Regions from separate parts of the Mus musculus genome. Here regions 1, 2, 3 and 4 are each linked to region 5. A link is a contact called in public promoter capture Hi-C data. All regions are on one chromosome and are shown on one strand. Each heading gives the region's core, a stretch centred on a gene start, on an enhancer-like site or on the middle of the called end of the contact. The rest is flanking DNA. Distances are from core to core; before and after follow the strand shown. Region 1 holds the start of Svbp (small vasohibin binding protein). Region 2 holds the start of AU022252 (expressed sequence AU022252). Region 3 holds the start of Ppih (peptidyl prolyl isomerase H). Region 4 holds the start of Zmynd12 (zinc finger, MYND domain containing 12). Region 5 holds the start of Ctps (cytidine 5'-triphosphate synthase).

Evidence for each region. Promoter capture Hi-C pulls out the DNA fragments that hold promoters and counts their contacts. Capture Hi-C pulls out chosen DNA fragments and counts their contacts.
Region 1: a contact with region 5 is called in a promoter capture Hi-C map of pre-B cells, with 2.8 times the contacts expected there. The contact joins the promoter of Svbp here to the promoter of Ctps in region 5. A contact is called at or near these places in 2 of 39 promoter capture datasets (the 3T3-L1 cell line and pre-B cells) and 1 of 115 datasets of contacts at active chromatin or transcription factors (astrocytes).
Region 2: a contact with region 5 is called in a promoter capture Hi-C map of adipose tissue, with 4 times the contacts expected there. The contact joins the promoter of AU022252 here to the promoter of Ctps in region 5. A contact is called at or near these places in 4 of 39 promoter capture datasets (the 3T3-L1 cell line, cranial neural crest and pre-B cells), 2 of 484 Hi-C or Micro-C datasets (B cells and muscle stem cells), 1 of 115 datasets of contacts at active chromatin or transcription factors (astrocytes) and 2 of 9 other capture datasets (adipose tissue and liver).
Region 3: a contact with region 5 is called in a promoter capture Hi-C map of pre-B cells, with 3 times the contacts expected there. The contact joins the promoter of Ppih here to the promoter of Ctps in region 5. A contact is called at or near these places in 4 of 39 promoter capture datasets (cranial neural crest, hippocampal neurons, liver and 1 more), 1 of 484 Hi-C or Micro-C datasets (CD4 T cells) and 1 of 115 datasets of contacts at active chromatin or transcription factors (astrocytes).
Region 4: a promoter capture Hi-C map of liver shows a contact between it and region 5, with 4 times the contacts expected there. The contact joins the promoter of Zmynd12 here to the promoter of Ctps in region 5. A contact is called at or near these places in 5 of 39 promoter capture datasets (the 3T3-L1 cell line, hippocampal neurons, liver and 1 more), 1 of 115 datasets of contacts at active chromatin or transcription factors (embryonic forebrain) and 1 of 9 other capture datasets (adipose tissue).

What each region holds. Positions count from the first base shown.
Region 1 is chr4:119,194,051-119,196,750 of GRCm38.p6, forward strand. Svbp (small vasohibin binding protein) reads left to right here and starts at 1,260. Exons shown (of 3, transcript NM_024462.2): 1 at 1,260-1,436; 2 at 1,822-1,971. The coding sequence starts at 1,858.
Region 2 is chr4:119,231,386-119,234,085 of GRCm38.p6, forward strand. AU022252 (expressed sequence AU022252) reads right to left here and starts at 1,339. Exons shown (of 5, transcript NM_001012400.2): 1 at 1,198-1,339; 2 at 969-1,084. The coding sequence starts at 1,276. It overlaps P3h1 (prolyl 3-hydroxylase 1), which reads left to right and starts at 1,530. Exons shown (of 15, transcript NM_019783.2): 1 at 1,530-2,045. The coding sequence starts at 1,572.
Region 3 is chr4:119,319,131-119,321,830 of GRCm38.p6, forward strand. It overlaps Ppih (peptidyl prolyl isomerase H), which reads right to left and starts at 1,393. Exons shown (of 10, transcript NM_028677.4): 1 at 1,279-1,393; 2 at 1,039-1,103; 3 at 700-723; 4 at 390-434. The coding sequence starts at 1,344.
Region 4 is chr4:119,421,286-119,423,985 of GRCm38.p6, forward strand. It overlaps Zmynd12 (zinc finger, MYND domain containing 12), which reads left to right and starts at 1,399. Exons shown (of 8, transcript NM_001014900.2): 1 at 1,399-1,710. The coding sequence starts at 1,601. Ppcs (phosphopantothenoylcysteine synthetase) reads right to left here and starts at 1,135. Exons shown (of 3, transcript NM_026494.4): 1 at 561-1,135; 2 at 295-398. The coding sequence starts at 1,068.
Region 5 is chr4:120,568,922-120,571,621 of GRCm38.p6, forward strand. It overlaps Ctps (cytidine 5'-triphosphate synthase), which reads right to left and starts at 1,355. Exons shown (of 19, transcript NM_016748.2): 1 at 1,230-1,355.

The DNA.
Region 1 (2,700 bases), core at 10-2,509, 1.4 Mb before region 5:
AATGAAAATGATAGCTAGAAATTTTAGTTTACACCCTTTTGATTATCCGTGGGGCTGTTTCTCTCCCTCCTTCTCCCTCTACTTCCACCTCTCACACTCTGTGTGTGTGTGTGTGTGTGTGTGTGTGTGTGTTGGCTGATATACTTCTGATTCCTGTGGTGGTTTGAACATGTTTGACTCAGGGAGTGGCACTACTAGGAGATGTGGCCTTGTTGAAGGAAGTGTGTCACTGTGGGGTTGGGGTTCGAGACTATTCTCCTAGCCACGTGGGAGACAGTCTTTTCCTATTTGCCTTCAGAACAAGATGTAGAAAAATGGCTCAGTGGTTAAGAGCACTTGTTGCTCTTGCAGAGGATCTGGTTTTGGTCCCAGCACCCACAACTGCCACAAATGGCAGCTCACAACTGTCTTTAATATCAGTTCCAGGGGATTCTATATCCTCTTCTGGCCTCCAGCACCATGCCTGCCTGCACACTGCCATGCTTCCTGCTATGATGCTAATGGACTGAACCTCAAGACCTGTAAGCCAGCCCCAATTAAATGTTGTCCTTTATAAGAGTTGCTTTCGTCATGGTGTCTTTTCACAGCAATGGAAAACCTAACTGATACAATTTCTGTCCGGCTGAGGGTATAGCTCAGTAATAGAAGGCTTTGCCTAGCACATGCTCTGGGCCCTGAATTTGTTTTGTTTTGTTGAGACAGAGTCTCACTGTGTAGCTTTGGCTGGCCTGGAACTCATTATGTAGACCAGGCTGGCCTCCAACTCATAGAGATGTTTGTGCTTCCCCTTCTCAGTGCTAGGATTAAAGATGTGCACCACCAAACTGGGCTAGGGGCCCTGTATTGATAGATAGATAGATAGATAGATAGATAGATAGATAGATAGATAGATAGATAGATAGATAGATAGATAGACAGATCATTTTTTTCAAAGCTTTCAAAGCATTGTGGTAAACAGGATTCCATTTGATCCTCCTTATAGATCTATAAATCAGGAAGGAAGCAATCAGCAGTCCTGACTTTCTTGATTTAGAACCTGATGCTCAGAATTCCAGTGCTAGCCAATTTCAACCACAGGAATCAGATTCTGCCTTTCAAAGCCTTGCAGTTGTCCCAGAAACTAGAAGCCCGGAAAAGCTTTGGTTACTTGTAAGAATGTCCCTGCCCCAGGCCCCGCCCTCCAGCCCCAGGCCCCGCCCTACTCGCCTCCGATCCCGCCCCTCCCGCTCCGGCCACGCCCAGGTGTGCTCGCTGCGCGGGCGCAGTGGCTCCTGCGGGAGGGGCACCTCAGGCCGCGGCCCCGCCCTCCCCGGCGCGCCCCGCCCAGTCCAAGGGCAGCGGGCTGGGCGCTGCGGTCCCGCGGAAGGGGGGAGCTAGGGTGAACCCCGCGTGGGGGCTTGTCTACGACGTGGCGGAGGCCGTGAGCCCGAGGCCGGGTAAGGAAGCGCACGGACCCCCGAGCCGCCATCTTGCTACGGAGGGGCCGGGCGGGCGAGCGGGCGGGCGGGGCTGGCAGAGGGGGCTGCCGCGGACCGAGTGGCTCGCCCCTCGGCCTCTGAGACCCGGCCCTACCGTACGCCCCCGGGTTGGAGCTGCTTTCTCGGGCCTTCTCATCTGCTGCTCACCCGGGGTTGGTAGGGAAATGGCCAGGAAATGACTACTGTCCCATTGTGCAGGAAACTGAGACTCAGAAGTGAGGAGACTCGACTAGGAACGCACAGCAAGGTGCTGGCAGTGGGACTCCAGGGCACCCTGCCTCACCTGCCAAGCTAGGGAGTTGGGAGAAAGGACTAGCAAGCGGTTCTCTTTTTGTACCATCAGGTCAGAGCTAACCAAGAAGCATTCAGAAGCCAAACCATGGATCCACCTGCCCGGAAAGAAAAATCCAAAGTTAAAGAACCAGCCTTCAGAGTGGAGAAGGCTAAGCAGAAATCTGCCCAGCAGGAGCTGAAGCAAAGACAGAGAGCAGAGGTGAGATGAAGGAGGGAGCTCTGTATGCCTGAGCGAGCTGGAGAGGGTGCTGGAAGAAAAAAAAAAAAAAAAAAAAACCAGCAGAGGAAACTTTACTAGGGGTCCCTGCTTGTCCCAGGCATTGGTCCCCCCAGAGGGAGAGAGTCCAGCCAGGTCCCAAACGGTGAAGCGGAAGCCCAGAGTCACATACCAAGTTAGTGTCAGAATCCCAAGCTGGACCGGGTCTCCAGTTGCCTCCTGGCGCAAAGCTTTTGTGTTAGTGATCTGAGGAATGCATGAAAAGAGAAGAGGGTAGCTATGGGTGGGAGAGGGATCAGGGTGGGAGGAGAAAATGAACAAATGAATGAAGGAGAATGCTTGAAGTGCCAGTGTGACCCGTGACCCGGTACACATGGGCATTTGGTGCAGAGAGTATCTAGTTGGTGAGCGGGATGGAAAAAGCCCTCACTGGAGAAGCCTGACAACCTGAGAATCCATACATATGCGGAAGAAGAGAAGGTCTACATAAAACTGACCTCCACACTTGCTGTGGCACACACACACACACACCACCACCACCACCACCACCACCACCACAGCTACAGCAACAGCAGATTTAAGTGTCTGCTCATGACCGTGTAAAGGCCCAAGCTATGAGCCCACCAGTGTGCTTCTTTGTTCTCTCAACACTTAACAATCATTTAAAGATAAAAGGCTTTAAAATGTTTACATGGCTAAGGAACCACATCC
Region 2 (2,700 bases), core at 89-2,588, 1.3 Mb before region 5:
CAAACTCTTGAACACGATAACTGCCAAATAAGCTAGTTTATACAAGAGAAAGAGAACACTAGAAGCTTTTAAAGCAGCCAGGCTCCGACACTGTAAAAGAGTCTTCAGGGGAAGTCTTGCTAAGAGAAGGAAACTGGAGTCCCACTTAGCCCTATGAGCCTCTCCACCTCAAAGATCTCATTTTACAGATCCAGAGCTCCAGAGAGAAACAATCAAAACCAATCTGTCAAAACTTCTACGGTCTTTTCCATTATTTTGCATATCTTCTTTATTTTACCTATTATGGAAACCGACGCCTAAGCTCTGGACATAGTAATACTGACTGTATCCACTGAAATTCACCATGTGTGACAGCGACCCTTGTAATACCCAGCCTTTGGGAGGCTGAATTCAAAGCCAACCTGGGCTATACAGCAAATGAAACTACCTCCAGTTTTATTGTGTGTGGTCTTTTTTTCAATAGGAATTTTACCCTGTGCCTTTTTGCATGCTGTTTTTGGTAGTGCTAAGAATCAAATTCAGGGCTAGGCAACAGTAAACTACAACCCCAGCAGTTTTTGTTTTATTTTGTTTTGTTTTTTTAAAAAGGAAAGAAAGAGCATATATTTAAGTTCCACAAGCTCCTGGGTAACAGATAAAGACCTTATGGGAAGCAGAATAAAATGTGACTATTTAAGAATTTGGTATAGAAGCCATACATTTAATCCCAGCATAGGGTTTTGGGGTTGGAGGGTGGGGGAGGAAGGTGGATCTGTCAGTTCGAGGCCAGCCTAGTCTATAATATAGAGAGTTCCATGACAGCCAGAGTTATGTAGAAAGGCCCTGTCTCAAAACAAACAACAACAGAGGAATTGGGATAGAGTGATCCTCTTCGTGTGAAATGGAATGGTAACTTCAGTACTGCCGAGTTCACAGGCTGTCCCGAGCCCAAAGAGGCAGGGTAAAGTACGGAGATGGCTATTCCTCACCTTCTGCACCTGCTCGGCGAGCGCCACGAGGTCTAAGGGGTCCCCGACCCGGTGGGTGTGGTAGGGGCTCACCAGAGCCAGGCCGCCGGGGGTCGGGGTGAGCTCCACCAGGGCTCCTGCGATACACACCCGAACACAGGCGTAAGTTGAAACCCTCAGCCTTCCGTGAGCCAGCAGGAAAGAGCCACCCGGCTGCGACCTCCTACCCAGGCAACTCAGTCCCACCTACCTCCAGGACCCGCCGCCTCCTTCACCCCCAGATTTCCCGTACCACTTTCGTACCGGCCGGGAACCCCGGGGTCCGCCATAACAGCACCTCGGTCCCACCACCCGCAGGGAGCTCAGTCTAAAGCGCAGGCGCACAACAGCTTGTGGGCGGGGTTTTCTCGTTCTCAGTCCATTGAGCTGTGCGCATGAGATTAGAGGCGGAGCCTCACGAAGAGTAAGTGTTTGGATTGGTTGAAAGCAAGAGGCGGTACAAGTTTCCTTGCCACGAGCTTCTGGACTTGGGGCGTGGCTCGTCTCTGGGCGTGGCTTCTGTGGGGGGCGGGACTCTGGAATGTGCCCCAGGCGAGCAGTCCCGTTAAGTGGAGGAGCAAGGCCATGGCGGTGAGCGAAAGGAGGCTGCTGGCAGCGATGCTAGCGGTCGCCGCCGCCGCCGCCTTACGGGTTGCGGCGGAGTCTGAGCCGGGATGGGACGTGGCAGCCCCTGACCTGCTTTACGCAGAGGGGACCGCGGCCTACTCGCGCGGGGACTGGCCCGGGGTGGTCCTGAACATGGAGCGGGCGCTGCGCTCGCGGGCGGCCCTGCGTGCCCTCCGCCTGCGCTGCCGCACACGCTGTGCCACCGAACTGCCGTGGGCACCGGACCTGGATCTCGGTCCGGACCCCAGCCTGAGCCAGGACCCGGGCGCCGCCGCCCTGCACGACCTGCGCTTCTTCGGAGCCGTGCTGCGCCGTGCCGCCTGCCTACGCCGCTGCCTCGGGCCGCCCTCTGCCCACTTGCTGAGTGAAGAACTGGACCTGGAGTTCAACAAGCGGAGCCCGTACAACTACCTGCAGGTCGCCTATTTCAAGGTGCGACTGGTCCGGAGCCCGGTGGCCGGGAGCGACCTGGGGAACTTGGGGAGCAGAGCAGGGATGAGACGGCAGGGAGGCAAGGGACCTCTTGGCTAGGGAGCTCTTGGCGGACTTTGGGAGCTTCACCCGGTTCTTATGGGCAGATGCTAACCCTAAAGGTCCAGCCAGTAGTGACAGCCCAAGCCAAGAAAAACCTGACCTTTTTCTTTTGGGAAGGCCTCCTAGAGGGAACCGAGGCGGCCGCTAGGGTCTCCCAGCAGTACTTCATTGCAAGTGTCCAAGTGCTTCTGCAACATCTTCCTTCCGGTTCGTTCTCCAATCATGCTTTCCCTGCTCCCTAATCCAACAGCAGCGCTCTTTCAGGACGTGGGATTGCCACGTCGCCAGCAGGGGCTGCCTGGCTCCGCCCTGTGGAGGACCCTCTAGCTAGTATTTTTGGGTTTTTTGTTTTTAAGAAAATGACTGTCTTTTGGGATGCCACAGCGATTTAAGGCCAAGTCAATAAGCGGGCTTGGAACGCCAGCCTTGTCTGCCCGTGATGACTGGTAACATATATTTCCAGGACTCCGTTAAAGCACTTTACGTTTGTTTATTGCCTCATTTGCCCTGATACATACAGTATCCTTTGAGTAAATGATATTAGTCCCATGTT
Region 3 (2,700 bases), core at 143-2,642, 1.2 Mb before region 5:
AGGGAGATGGGTCAGTGGGTGAAGTGCTTGCTGTGGCAGCCTAAGGATCTGAGCTTAGACCTCTGGGAGCACGTGGCCACGCACCTGTACTGAACAGGTACTGAAAGGGTACAGCATGCTTTCCTTGGCATCGTTTCTGCAATACAGCATTCCACCAAGTCAGGGATGACTTAAGGCGCTGTGCATAGGCTTCATGGTGTTCAGTACCAAATCCAGGGCCTTATGAATGCTGGGCCAATTCTCTACCACCGAGCTACAGCCTCAGCCGCGAACATGCCATTTAAAACAACAGCCGTAAGCCTCACAGAGTTTGAACTCAGGTGTGCAGGACTGCCTGTACAGATACCAAGCAATGACTGCATTTCCAGTTTTCCAAAAACCTCCCTTACCTGTGGAAGGTGCTTCCTTTGTATCCTATCGGAACGCCATCTTTTCTGTAAACAAAGAAGGAAGAGACTTGGAATGGGGAAACACAATGGTGGGCCTTTCCCATTTAGGCTACACCAGAGGCTAAAAGGGCTCTCACTAAGATCTGGAGGGGGAAAAAGAGAGAGAAAGAACCCATTCAAGGTGTCACCCTCTCTCTGCATATCATCTTCCATTACTTAAGACCTGTTCATGGTTCTCCAATACCCTCACCAAACATCCAGGGCACCCCTTCAGGAGTAGGCAGAGAAATCAAACACATCTGAGACTGACCTGAACTCTCCGGTGCAGAATTGCCTAAAGGGAAAGAGAGAGCAAACGATTTAGCCTTCGTACGATCACTGCTTGAAGCACCTCTAATCTCTGGAGAGGAGAGTTCAAACACTGGGGCCAGTATGTCCGCCAACTAACTGATCGGGCGGATGTCAGGGCAGGTAGACTAGTGATAGAAGTTGATATGGGATCAGTCACAGCCGGTAGCTGTTTGGCCAGTGAAATACCCAGACCACAGAGCTGCAAGGCAATGAATAGATGGACAGAGGCAGACATGGCAAAGACCGACTGGAGGCCGGCTTCGGGCTCAGCTCTGGTTCACTTGGAGCATATCCTTACCTAAAGTTCTCTGCCGTCTTAGGCACCACGTCTGCAAAGAGCTCGATTTTCATGCGACCAACTTCCTGCAGAAGAAACGGGAGACGCAACACTCAGCTCACGACCGCTGTCCACGAAGCTCGAAAGCTCCCACCTCCCTCCGCCGCCTGGCCCAGCCGGTCTCGGGAGGGCTATAAGGGGCTGCCTCCCTTACCCGAGGCCAACCAGCCCGCACGGGCCGCTAGGTCGCCCGCACCTCACCTGGCCGCCAATGCTGACATCGAAGAAGACCACTGGATTGACTGGACTTGAATTTGCCACCGCCATGGCTTTGACCCGGAAGTAGAAACCCGGCTTCCGGTGGCAGGTCCCGCGAACTTCATCCGGAGCGCAGACGCAGTGGAAACGGACCGCGATTGCGCCCCGCCCCGGAAGTGTGGCGCGCGCTGAGGTTGTTGGGAATGGTACTGTTTGGCTGAGCTGGTCGGAGCTGAGGGGAGGAAACGCAGGCATCTTTGTCAAAGTCTGTGGGCTCCCCACTTGCATGACTGTATTAGTGCAATAGAAATGAATCTTCTGCAGACAGCATGTCCTGAGCAGTCACACTTGGTGTCCCCTGTCACAGCTCATGAGCCGAGGATCCCTGAGTCACCTTCCATATTTTAAAATGGTTTGTTACTGTAGCCTGGCTCAGTCGGGTGCTGGAAATGTAATTTTATTTATTTTCTTATGATTGTAAAATTTTTTATTTTTTAATTCACATTTACATCCCCAGTGCTGCCGCCTCTCCCGGTTTCCCCACCCCCTCCTTCTCTTCTCCTCTGAGAGGGTAGAGACCCCCTCTGGTTTTCCCTCCACCTTAGCACATCAAGTCTCTGCAGGGCTGGCCTCATCCTCTCCCACTGAGTCCAGACAAGCAGAAGAAACGAATTCCACAGCAGGGCAACAGCTTTTGGGATAGCCCCTACTCCAGTTGTTCGGGACCCACATGAAAGACCGTGTGTGTGTGGGAGGGGGCTAGGTCCCGCCTGTCTATGCTCTTTGGTTGGTGGTTCAGTCTCTGAGAGCCCCAAGGGTCATAGTTGACTCTTGGTTTTCCTGTGGAGTTCCAATCCCCTCGGAGGCCCTCAGGAGTCCTCAAGCTCCATCGGATGTTTGGCTGTGGTCTCTGCATCCCTGAGTCAGCTCCTGGGTGGAGTCTCTCAGGACAGCCATGCGAGGTTCCTGTCTGCAAGCACAACAGTCTCAGGGATTGTTGTTTGCCCATGGGATGGGTCTCTAGGCTAGTAAATCGTATGGGGCTTTGCCTATTTAAAATGCTGTTTGCCACTGCTGGTAGCAAAGACCAGGAAGTAAAGGCTGGCTTCTCTTATACCACTTTTACCAAGTACCCTTCTGCCTCTGTTTTGGAGGGCATTCAGTTGCTACCCCCCCCCCCTCTTTTCCTTCTCTCATGCTTGCTCCGGCCCAAAGATACTTATATGTAAGTACACTATACTTGTCTTCAGACACCCCAGAAGAGGGCGTGGTTGCTGGGATTTGATCTCAGGACCTTCGGAAGAGCAGTCAGTGCTCTTACCCACTGAGCCATCTCTCCAGCCCTGGTTGTTACACCCTTTAAGGTTTTTTGGTTTTTGTTTTGTTTTGTTTTTGCTTTTGGTTTTTTGAGACAGGGTTTCTCTG
Region 4 (2,700 bases), core at 149-2,648, 1.1 Mb before region 5:
GTCCATCTTTTGATGAGTCATCTCCATCACCCTGACACCCCCGTCTCACTACCCCGGGGATCTGACTGCACTTTGTACATACCTCCACTACAGCATTTATCATTCTGATCTGTGATTATGGCTGGTGTCCAGGCCCTCGCTAGACTGTGAGATCCTTGAGGGCAGTGTCTTATTCATCTCTGTATTCCCAGTGCCTAGCTCATACAGAAGGCTGAAAGGCCATCCAGATCAAGAGGAAAGTAACCCAAGATTGGTTAGAGGGGGTCAGATCTCTGGAAGAGAAGAGCCCATCACCTGCAGTGGGCCACCAGATGAGTGGATCTTGTGTTCAGGCATTTCGGAGACAGGAATATAGAAATCTGACACTGCCGCGGCCAGGTAAAACATCGCAGAAGAGCCTGTGAAGATAAACGGAGTATAAGAAATCGGGGAAGGGCATGGAATCTTTTCTTTAACTCGGGTTCCTTGGCTGTGGGGTAGGCAGCAAGCAATAGGGAAAAGAGGCTAGGGAGAACGGCTCTACAGCCAGGAAAACCTTTGGATTTCCTTGGAACATTCACCTAATGGACTGAGAGCCAGGGCAGCAGCCTGCAGCAGATGCAGATAATCCGCCAAAGTGGTAAACTCTACAGCCAGAAAGGTGCCGGCAGCGGCTGCCTCTTGGTAGCTCTGCAATGCTGCAGCAAAGCCCGGGAGCGCATTCTCTTCGGCCTCCAGACTCAGCTTGCCCGACTGGGCTGGGCCAGAAGGCCGAAGGGCTGACAGCCAGGCCTGGGGCGGGAAGCGGTGGGCATAGGGGAAGGCCGAGCGCGCTCGGTACAAGAACAGGACTCCATAGCCGGCAGCCAGGAAGACCTCCGCCGACGCGGCTCCGCGTCGCCCGCTACTGAAGTTGTCCAGAAAGCGCACGGCTCGCGCTTCCAGGGGGACCTTGGTGCCTCCAGATGTGATCAGCACCACCCGCCGGCCCTGCTCGCCCAGCCTGGCCGCAAAGCGAGCCATAACCTCGGCCCAGCGCGCAGCACCCGCAGGACGCGGCAACTCAGCCACCAGGTCCATTTCCGCCATCTGCACTGTAGTCACCCCACGGTAGAACCACAGCGCCCGGGCACGCCGGGCCGCTGGCGCCACGCCCCCTTCCGGATACCTGGGCTGCGCGCAGCCGCAAATAGTGACTATGGTCATTCCCTTTCCTATGTCCGCCAGTAGGTCCTGATCTCGCTAAGGCTCGAAATGCTTGCCTGTTCTGGGAAAGCCCGTCGGGAAGCGTCTAGAGGAAGAACGTATCTAGAAAATCCAGAAAAATTATGCTTCCTGTGGATTTCCTAGTTTGGAAAACGAAATGGTTGTTTTTGACCTATACCGGCCACCGTATAGTTCTCCCCAGGCTCGGGCTACATGGCAGTCAAGTTCTGGCTATTTAACCTTTGAGATTTAGAGTTTGTGCTCTCCCCTCCCCAATTGTCGCAGTCAGTCCCGCCCCTCCCCCTTGCCCTTGAAATCCCGACGTCCGGGCTGGCCCGTGGTTGTCACGTGACACCTCAGCCTTGCGGATGCTAGCCAGGCAACCGTCCTGGAGACCGACGCCGCCGGCCGCACCATGAACGTGATCTACCCGCTGGCGGTGCCCAAGGGGCGCCGGCTCTCCTGTGAGGTGTGCGAAGCCCCGGCCGAGCGGATGTGCACGGCCTGTACAGTCACTTATTACTGGTAGGCCCTGGAACATGGTGCCTGGTGCCTCTGCTCCCTCCCTGTCTCCCAACACGGGTCTGGCCTCGTGTGTCTGTCCTTTGTGGCCTTTCCTGCCAGGGACCCCACAAGTCCAGAGCAGGCTTGAAGACGCGTGTCTAAGACTTCTGTGGCTTCCTCTGCGTCTTCTCCGGCTCTGCTGGGTTTTTTGCCTGATGTTTTGCGGGGCTCCTACTGTTACTGTGTTGCAAACCCTTCCTGGTGCTGAACATAATGGGGCCATTTCTGTAGATCTCTCCTCTCAAAGCTCAAGGAGAACTCTGAAGACAGAGAAGTAGACAAATGATAATTTCAGGGAGAAATGGCAAGTCAAAGGAAATGGGAGGAGAAATTGGGCAGACAGCTTCTCTCAGAGTAGACGATTGGTCTGAAGTTAAGGAGCTAAAGAGCCGGTGTTCTTGCCCTACAAAGGCACAGGTAGGGTTCTTAAGTAGGGAAGACGTGTTCTTCAGGACTAGAAGAAAGACTATTGGCCAGTGCACAGCTAAGGGAGTTTGAATGTAGGAGAGGTAGTAATTCAAGATGCGAGGGGTTTAAATGTATTCGCATTAACACCATCCCCATCCTTTTTTATAAGAGAGTTTCATGTAGTTGGTCTCAAACTCACTATGTAAGCTAAGAATTGAACTTTTGAACATCGTACCCACACCCCTCAAGGGCCGGAGTTGCAAGTATGTGTTGCCATGCCTGGTTTGTGTAGTACTAGAGAGAGAACTCAAGGCACCGTGCATACTAGACAAACTACCAACTAAGTCACATCCCCTGCCCTAGACTCTATTTTGGGCCTCACAAAACTAGGATACTGACCTTCCAAACTTAACTCATAGCCAAATGACTTGTGTGTGTGTGTGGTTTTTTTAAAGCCTTATTTTTCATTTTACATGCTAAGTTCTGTCACTCCTGAGCCCTGAGACTTCTGAGGAGGGTAACATGGTGACTGGGGCAGTATCT
Region 5 (2,700 bases), core at 105-2,604:
TCAGACAGACAGACAGACAGACAGACAGACACTAAGATTCTGGCAGTCTCCCAGAGTGACTGGCAAAAAAATATTCCAAAAGCCACAAAGAGCCAGTTGGAGAGGACCCATTCCCTAACGTTTACAAACTACCTATTATGGGAGAGCTACTCACATGCTGGGGGTACCACAAACTTAAGTCAAATGTGGGTCCAACTTAAGTATCTCCGGGAGAGATGACCTGGACTGAGGGAGGATCCAGGAGCTCCTTTTGAAAACCTGCCTTGTAATGGGCCCGTAAGGCTGACTGACTGAAATGAGCTAGGAATCAGGCAAAGCATGAACAAGCAGGTGAGCCCACAGGATGCACCAAGAAAAAAAGATTAGGGCAAAGGGATGGCCAGGGGCCAGTCCATGGGCAAAGTTGAATGTCCACGCTGCACTTTTTTTTCTGAAGATGACAAGACACAAAAGGTTTTTCAAGTACAGGAGCTATAATATAGAGCAAGGGGCACCAGATAAATTCACGAATGAAAAATGTGAAAGCTTTTGTTAAAAAAAAAAAAAAATGAAGTTGGTGAAAATCAGGCTCAGGATCCACCGCAGATGTGCTGAAATCTAAATCTAGCCCCGAAGTGCCTGATGCCCGGGTTCGCACCGCCGTAAAAAGTGGGACGAGAACCACAGCAGCACCCACCCGCGTCACCCGGCTGCTGAGGATTTAAAATAATGAGTGTGGACGTAAGGCAGCCACGCTGACGTAGTGGCCTCAAGAACGCCAGCATCTTCGCGCTGGGCTGGAAAGAGAGACAGCAGCTGGGTAGCCTGGGCCGTGAGGCCCAGCGAACCTACAAGCCCCTTCCTCCCGCGCGCCGGGCAGCGCCGGGAGGAGCTCAAGGCCGCCAGTCGGGCCCCATCACAGGCTGGGGCTCTGGGAGACCCCTCCGCGGCGGCACACCGCGCTCTCTACCTCACCAAGCCCGGCTGCCCGCGTCGCCGGACTCGGCCCCTTTCCTTAGCCGGGCCACGCGGCCCGCGCGCGGGAGCCGGCAGCTCGCGTTCCGGGACTGCCCGCCCCACTCCCGTTAGAGATGCAGCCCATTGGGCAGAACGCCGGGCCAGCTCTCCCCTGATTGGTGAGAAGAGACGTTTATCGCCCCGGCGGCGTGGCCGTCCGCGCCGGGCTCTGTCGGCGCCACAGGCTCTTGCACCCGGGAGCCGTTCCACCGGGATCCCTGAAGTCTGCCTACCTGAGGCCGGCTTCGGAGTCTCGTGTCAGCCACAGCAAGGCCGGCGCGCGCGTGGTGAGCCTCGGGCAGCCAGTGCTCGGCCGGGCCGCATGCGCCAGCCGTCTTTCTGAGAGGCGGGCTCTAGGCGGTGCGCACGCAGAGGGCGGGGAGAGGCGGGCCCAGGGGAGGGTGGGGCTAGGGCGCGCATGCGCGGGACGTCTCGCCGCAGCTTGTTGAGTGGCTACTGCGGGTGGGTCTCGGGAGTTGTGGGTTCTGTGGGCTTCCTCGCCCGAGGTCTAGAGGATGCTGGTGACTCGCATCTAACCGGAACCCTGAGGGCCTTTGCCTGGTCCCGCAATAGCCGGTGGACACTCTCACCTCCCATCCGCCTTCCCTCAGGCTGCGGGCCAAATCATCTCGTGCTCTCGCCCCGCACCGCCGCCTTCTCCCGGTGCCTGCTTGTCTCCCTCTTAGGCCGGGCCGCTTGGCTTCACGTCCTAGCCAGCTGCCTTTCCACACAACGCACCCTGACGGTGCCTGCATTAGAACAACTGTCGCGAGCCTACTTCCATCCGGCACTAAATGTAGAGAGGCAAACGAGCCCACTTCTAACAAGTCATGGGGATTTTCACAGACGATTGGGACTTGGGGAGTTAGTGTACAGCGGGTTCTGAACACGTAGCAGAAACGTTTACTGGCAAGGAAGGGAGGGAGGAATAGAAAATGAGGCAGAAGAAAAAGTCTGTGTGCACATTCCAGGCGAGGTCCAGAAGAGCCTTGCAGAGTGAACAGTGCAGGCTGGAGAGGTTGGAAGGGCAGCTCTATGCAGAGCGTTGTAGGCAAAAGATTTACAGCACCCAAGGTGATGATTTTGTCTTTTGAATACTACATAAACCCATGTGAGTTTTTAATACCCTCCACCCTGCAAAAACTACACAAAGGTTTCCTTAGGAAGTACCTTGTACCTTGAACTCCATCCAGGAGGCTTGTTTCCTTCCATTAGGAGTAATTTATTGCTTTTTTTTTTCTTCTGTCTTTGCTGAAAGAGTTAAAGAAAAGGTATGCCTCCCATGACCATACTGGTTTTTTTCAGGAAAATGACTCAAACAAGTAGAATTCCAAGAAACCACTTAGGAGAATTCTACAGGGGCTTCTCTCGGAGACTTCCGGATTCTTTCAGATCCCAACCAACAGCATGCTCTGAGTCTGCCCAAATACCCAAACTGCTCTGCTCCAAGAAGCTTCCATAAGAGGTACAAAACTGAACTCCTCCCCCAGTCGCTCTTCTGGGGGACCCCTTCACTCCCCTCCACTCTCCCATATTCTCTTTGATGGTCTTGCTTTCCATTTCACCAAGAAAATGCAAGCCAACAAGAGAACTTCTGTCTACCAGCCTGCTTTCATGTGTGCGAGCAGCATGGTCTTTCATCTTGGTACTTCAGACAAGTGGCTGCAGTGGAGAGGGCAGCCCCCCTCTTCTCACTGCTTCAGG